2 separate regions of the Xenopus tropicalis genome follow, and region 1 is linked to region 2. A link is a contact called in public Hi-C data. All regions are on one chromosome and are shown on one strand. Each heading gives the region's core, a stretch centred on a gene start, on an enhancer-like site or on the middle of the called end of the contact. The rest is flanking DNA. Distances are from core to core; before and after follow the strand shown.

Region 1 (3,524 bases), core at 652-3,151, 36 kb after region 2:
AGCTTTATTTAGCTGAAGGTTTATGCACCTATTGTGGTTTTTACTAGTTATACTGCTAAAGCACATAACTGGCCACACATCCCTTCTTAACTTGTGTGAACTACAACTCCCTGTAGTTGCACAGTTGTAATGTATAGTAGTTTGCAGGAGGGCTTTGTGAGTAATATCCCTGCTCTAGGGTTACCTTCCCACTATCCAATCAGCCCACCCAGGTTCGTGTTCCAGGCAACTCGCCAGCATTTTCAGGCATGACCTTATTTGCATTTAAGACCTGAAACAATTTAGTTTAGTGAAAGTGGCAGGAGGAGGCTGAGGATTTATAACCTACATGTTTATTTTAGATGTTGACTTGTGATGGAAATTGAGATGTAACTGTCAGACTGTCAGAATAGGGCCCCGAAGTATACATTAAACACTGTGTTCCTGATATCACAGAGAAGAGGCAGCTGATTGCAGGTAGGAGTTAATGTATTTTTTACATAACTGGCAGTATTTATATCTGCTGAGCATTAAGAAGTCGACTGAAGAGTATATTTTGCCGATCTGACTTGGTAAAAGTAAATGCAAAATGAACACCTTTTAGCATTTAAATTCTTATGTCAGCCAGCTCATCAGAAAGGAGATGTAAGTTTCCAAGGCATGGTAGGGAGAGATGTGCCAGATAAATAAAAGTTTGTTCTGCCTAAGATAAAAGTTCTCTTTTACTTTGGTGATAAATTGTCTTTGCACAGCAGGGTCAGTGTTTTAAAAGCAGGGTTAATAACACTAATAGGTGATGGTTACAGAATAGAAAAAAATGTACTTGCTATGAAGGATATACCTTCATCTTCGAAATGACCAGCTGCGAATAACTTCATTTGCATGGTAGTCATTGAAGGAATTATGGCCCAATTGATATGAAATAGCCTTGCCGTTCACAAAAATAACTAAATGCCAGGCCTTATAACATGGTTGATGTTGAATTATGATCATGTGAGCTCCACGTCTTTCATAAAAGCATTTTGATATTTGGTCTCAAACTTGGACTTTGTGTTTGACCTAAGATGACCTGTGTACACCCTCAAGTATGGGCTTTTCAGAAGCACATATCAAGCATATTTGCTCTAGATAGAACCGAGTTTTCCTGCCAGTCTCCATTCTTTCTAAACAGTATGAAAAGATTAGGGACAAAGGTGAGGTCACAGGTTAAGTCTGCAGGGGATGCAGAAACATGTCAGACATGTTTAGGAGACAGGAAGCTTGGGGAAGGTCTCCTGAGGACTGCTTTCCATTCCCGTCTGAATCATCTACATGACATTGTGCAAACTCCAGGTTTCCAGACACAGAATAAGTAGAAAATGGTCAGAACTCACTCTGAATATACTCAAACAGAAATGACCGTCTACCAAATATTTTGTACCATTCATTACAATTTTCGAGTTTCCTGTCCTGTGAGTTGCAGGCTTCTGTCAGCCTTGAATGTATTTCTGTCTTCAAAGATATCAGTTAAGAAATCATCTCCATGCCCCCTCATGCAGATTTAATCATTTAAAGCTTTTATTTTACCTCCAGAATAATATTTATGGCTTTGTGCTACAAATGTAGGGCACTGTGTTGTGTCCCACAAGGGCATCTCTGTGGAGAAGTCTTTAAGGATTCCTCATCCTTTTTTTCCAATTTCTTTTTTGTAGTCTTAGCACAAAATGCCTGCACACCCAAGCACTGATTTGTCTGTTAGTTGGGTCCCTGGGGCCATCCCACAGATTTCTGCTTCTCTGGAAGTTGCAGCTGTAAATCTAGGGGAAAAAAAAGAAAAGAAAGGAATGTAGTTTGTACGAATGGTTGTGTACCTTTAGTGTGAGTTCAGAGCAGCAGCAGCAGCTGCAATGCTAACTTTGTATGTGACAGTACAAAAGAGAGCAAGCTGAAAAGCGAGTCAGCAAGCGTCAGGACAAAAGCAAGGATCGGCTAACACAGCAGCACAGCAACACATGGCCTGACTAATTTATGAGCAAAAAACTGCTCTTCCCTGGGCAAACCAAGGCTGAGAGGCTGCTGCAGATCTAGGAAGTTTTCATTGACTCCTCCAGCATCACTGCAGCCACGAGAGATCATTTTCAGTTTGAACTATATCAGGGTCTACGCTTAATCAATACACTATTGGAAAAAGAATTAATTACTAAAGCAGAATAAAACAGCTGCATTTTAAACGAAGGATCCATCACTCCTCTAATCTTTCAGTTACAGAAGCCACAGCAAGGTTCATTTTGGCTCTTATAATGAGGAGCTCTGAGAATTTCCCTATCAGTTCTCTTAGGATTATGTATTAGGTTTATTCTCTCCCTGCTGTTTTGTCAAGAGTACAACTTATTTCAACATGCTAAATGGGGCGGGGGAGAAAGCAGGGCGTTAACATACAGGAATGTCAGAGAAAACCACTGGTGTTTATGTTGGGAGCAATGGACTTTATCAGCCTCATTTTGCTGCGTCTTTTTTTTATCACTGGTAATATAATTATTATTAATTGCCGGGACAGAAAGAACTGATTTCTTGCTCGTTGTGAACTTTTACATCTTGTTGTAAATATAGAAAGTGTTGTGCAAACACAAGAACAATTTAAGTCCACATTTTTAATGGTATTGGGGAATGACTGGCAGATAAAGGCGTACAGATTTCTGCACATAGATTGTCTTCCTCAACAGGCATAAACATATTTAATTTTGGGATCTGGGGCATTTTGGGGTGCTGCATACTGCTCTGTGGTGTTCAAATATTAAGATCATCCTGTAGTTTTGAATACAAACTCCTTTTCCCTCTGGAAAAGTTACATATAACTGTAATACTAAGTGCAGGTTTATGGCACGTTTCTGCATATTATCAGCATACCAAATTACTCATTAAAACGCATGCTCTTTTTAATGCATCCTTGTTATATAGGATTACAAAGAATCAAAGGCATATTACATCTTCAACTATGGGCGGTTTACCAACTGGGCCACTTGGGTACTAATATATTACTAATGAGTTGTACTCTTCTATTCCAGGAATATCAGAGAATACTTAGAAATAAATGAAAATCTGCATGTCTTGGCACCTTGCACCACAAGGTACGCCCTCTTTGCCACTGTACACTTACAGTCTCAGAATTAAAAAAGCTCATTACCATTCAGAAATCTGAGGGTGATTTTGGTGAGCTTGCAGTAACTTTAGGTTGGCAGGCACTTGAAAGGGTTGTAGCTAATTCTTAGAGATACCCATTTTTGCTCTCTGCGTGAAAGGGAGGCGGTCTATAGCAAATTGGTGCAGTTTGCTCTGCTAATTTTCATGCTCATTCCAATTAATTTAACACAACCCAGATTCCTTCCTCAGGCTCATCCTAATTAGCCAGGCAACACCTAAGACAAGTTCTGTTTAATAACACAGAGGAAGCCCTGTTTGCGAGCGAATTGGATGCTAATAAAGATATTCACTGGTATGGTTTGATATCTGATGTCAATTATAGTATGTAATTTAGAGGTCTCCCGTGTGCGTGGTGTGATGTAGGA
Region 2 (3,615 bases), core at 631-3,130:
CCCCAGTCCAGCTTTTAGTAGGTACAATTTATTGAGTTCCACCTACAGTTTCCTGATTTTGGGAGCAGTTGGATGATTTGGGAGCAGCTGGAGGGTAACAGGTAGGGCAGATTTACATTAACTGATATTTGTTAATACGCAATTCTGTACATTTCGCCACTTTGAAAAATCTGGTTTCGAGTGTGTGTATTGGGGGGGCATATATAAATCAGAGATTTCAATCTGCAACCCCCAACTACCTTTGTACTACAACTCTCAGAACTTCTTTTTTTACAAATAATGAAAATGCATGAAGTCAGTATGTTTTTATGTACTTCCTCACTAGAAGCCCCTCTGATCCTGGGACCCTGGCTGGGAGCTGTATTTATGCGCATGTAGAAGTCCCAGACACATCGGCCAGTAACCTGCTGTAAGTGCACACAAATCCCCCAGTTACAGAGAGCAAGACAGCTGGCCAAATCCTGAAGAAGCTGCTGGCTCGTACACGCCGGGCTCTGGCTAGCTGAGGGGAGGTGGTGCGTCTGTGTTACTTTGTGGCTGTGTGGGATGGAGAGAGAGAGGATCAGTAGTGAGGGAGAATCCTGTGCTTGTAGCCTCCCATTCCCTGCCTCCTAGCCCTGCCCGTTGAGCAGGAGCTTTCCTGATTGCACGCCGCCCATTGCATTGCCTCTTTAGTCTCTGCCTCCCTCCATGTGTCTGTGCCGTAGGACTGGCTCCCTCTACTTCCGGGTCCCGTCATTTTCATTCTCCCGCCGATCAGCTCAACAAACTGAGTCTCTTGTATAAGGCAGCAGCAGCCAACCTGCCAGCAGTCAGTCATCTGCCAGAGACAGGCTGCAAATTCCCCACCTCATCCACCCAACTCAGCTCCACATTCTCTGCACTCGGAAGCACTTTGCTTTGGCTTTCATTACATTTGTAACTAGTTTTATTTTTATATTTATTTGGGGTTTTTTATTTTTTTAATTGGTTTCTCTTCATCATTTGGATCTAGAATTTTTTCACGTGTCACTGGGAAAAAAAATAAAAGAGACAGAGATCTGTAGGGAGCTGTCAAGAGGAGTTACAGGAAAGATAGGAGCAGCAGGGGAGACGCGTAAGGAGAGAGAGAGGGGTTGGAAGATTTGCTGCTCAATCGTATCTTCATCAATATCACCATCATCTTCCTCCTCCTCTCCTGCCACCATCCCTCATTCAACGCGCTGACATGCTCTGCCTCTGATTGACATCTGAAGTGGCGGAGAGCCATGACAGTCCCCACTCTGGGTACGTGTGGCTCTCTCCAGGGCCGCCACTGACCCCCAACTTGGGATTTTGGACACTTTATTTCCTCTGATCATTTTGTTAAAAACAACCCAAAAACAAAAAGGAAGAAAAAAAAAAAAACTAAACACAAACAAGGACAACAAGAAGGAGCCCTCACCCCACCCCCGCGCCTTGGCTTCTGAATTAACATGATTATTTGATTGCATTTTCTCTTCTTGGAGCCGGCTAAGGAATCTTTGTTGGATTGCAGCAGGAACAAGAAATATTTGAGTTTTTCCCCCCTAGCCCCCCATTCCCGGGACTCGAGAGGCTCCATTCTGGGAGCAGGGGACGAGGAGATACCCTAGGGCTGCCGGACAGCTGTTTATTGATGGCGCAAAGGGTAGGTTTAATTGCCCCCAGCTACATCCCTGTGCTCTCAGGCTGCTGTATGACCTGGGGGTGGGAAGCGGGTGCACGGGAGATTTAGGGATCAGTCTGTTTGTGTTTAATAAAGAGTGAATATGAGTGATTAGTGGTTAGGGTATCTCCTCTCTCTCTCACCACTTCTCTCTCTCTCTCTCTCACTCTCTCTCTCTCTCTTTCTGTGTTTCTCTTTCTCTGTTTCTCACTCACACTCTCTCACTCTCCCCTTCCCCAGCAGTCAGTCTAGTCCCTTGCTCTTGCTTCGCTCCCTGCACTCTTTCTCTTGCTCTTCTAACAAATTCCTTCCAAGGCTTTTTTTTCCTTTTACATTTTTTATCGGAGGGCTTTCGATTATATTTAATCATTTCTGATATAATTATTATTACTATTTTCTCGGAAGAGTGAATTTTTTGGATGAGCAGTAAAGACCCCACACACACCTCAATGTTCCTGGTAACTTCCTTACCCCAATGGAACTACAGTTTTATTTATTTACCATTTTCCTGTCTATCTCACGCTCTCTCTCTCTATTTAAATCTATTTTTACATACTTGGATTTTTTTTATTTTGCACATTTACATTTCTTAATGTCATATTTTAGTTTCCATTTTGCTATTTTTGCTGCCATTTATTGTACTGTTTATTTAATCCCTCTATTTCGCCTCTCTCTTCGGGCCTTCCTTCTCTAAGCACTGGATCTTTCTCTTCTTCTATTACTGTATCCTTTGCATTTTTTCTGTATTTTCCCTAAATTCCTCTTTTCTTTTTCTGGCAGTACGATGAGTTACCGCACTATGGCATGGACGGAGTGGGGGTGCCAACATCAATGTACGGCGACCCCCATGCCCCTCGCCCTATCCCACCGGTACACCACTTAAACCACGGACCCCCCCTCCATGCCAGCCAGCACTATGGAACACATGCCCCTCACCCCAATGTTATGCCCACAAGCATGGGATCTGCTGTGAACGATGCCCTAAAGCGGGACAAAGATGCCATTTACGGGTAGGTACTGGCACACAGGCTTGCTCTTATTTGCAGGGGCCAGAAGGGGAGAGTTCATATATGCAGCGGGATGGCTTGTCGGGCTGCCGAGTAAATTGCAGGAAAACTCGCAGCAGCAGTAAGAAGATTAGCATCGGGCACATGGGAATATCAGGGTGGATTTACAAACAAACCCCCAGTCACACTGGGCATCAAACGCAGGAACTTCAGGTTAGGAGCCAGGTCGAAAAGGGAAAGGGAACGGGGGGCTGCTGTGCGCCCTGCGGTTTGGGAAGGAAAGTTGCAGCTCCGGGCCTGTGCGCAAAGCCACTAACTCAGGCTTCATTAGGGGAAGTCACAGGGATTCTAATTCCGGCCAATTAAGGATTAAAGGAACAACTAAAGAGGGGATTAAAATGGCCTTGTTGTTATGCAAAGGGAAAAACTGATAATCCCTTATTTCTCTGATACAAACTGTCATGTCACCCTAAGAGCTTGCAATGTGCAAAATCAGCCCAGCGGGCTGGGGATTATTCGGGGAGATGTAGCACTATATGTGCGGTGACATTTAGCTTCCTTGCACTATACAAACAAACAGGTCTGCCGTGTGTGCGTGTGTGCAACTGTGCTGTTACAGCGACACAAATCGATATTAGTATTGCACAGTGTAAGCAAGCTGTTTGTGCTTATTGTCGCCTTTGTGCTTTCTCTGTGTCCGGTTCATTGCTGATACTTTCTCTTCTTTGTTCTCCTGTTTGGGGAACCCACAGACACCCCCTTTTCCCTCTGCTAGCTCTGGTTTTTGAGAAATGTGAACTGGCAACGTGTACCCCGCGGGAGCCGGGAGTCGCGGGAGGGGATGTGTGCTCGTCGGACTCCTTTAATGAAGATATCGCTGTGTTCGCCAAGCAGGTCAGTCGCTGCGATTTCTGCACCCCACAACCAAAGCGCATGTGTTGT

What was found. A called contact is a pair of places that touch in the nucleus more often than the background predicts.
Region 1: a contact with region 2 is called in a Hi-C map of neurula embryo, with 1.5 times the contacts expected there. The contact joins the enhancer-like site here to the promoter of meis2 in region 2. A contact is called at or near these places in 2 of 5 Hi-C or Micro-C datasets (gastrula embryo and neurula embryo).

The regions. Positions count from the first base shown.
Region 1 is chr8:111,186,395-111,189,918 of UCB_Xtro_10.0, forward strand. The region is part of intron 7 of meis2 (Meis homeobox 2); the gene reads left to right. Among named protein-coding and RNA genes, the nearest start is that of meis2, 36 kb to the left of the region's middle. Within about 2 kb of position 1,902, at least 3 of the 11 cell types and tissues checked have an H3K27ac peak or open chromatin away from gene starts, as enhancers often do. A contact at or near this core is called in gastrula embryo and neurula embryo, where this site is marked.
Region 2 is chr8:111,150,639-111,154,253 of UCB_Xtro_10.0, forward strand. It overlaps meis2 (Meis homeobox 2), which reads left to right and starts at 1,881. Exons shown (of 13, transcript NM_001097218.1): 1 at 1,881-2,124; 2 at 2,447-2,676; 3 at 3,426-3,567. The coding sequence starts at 2,471.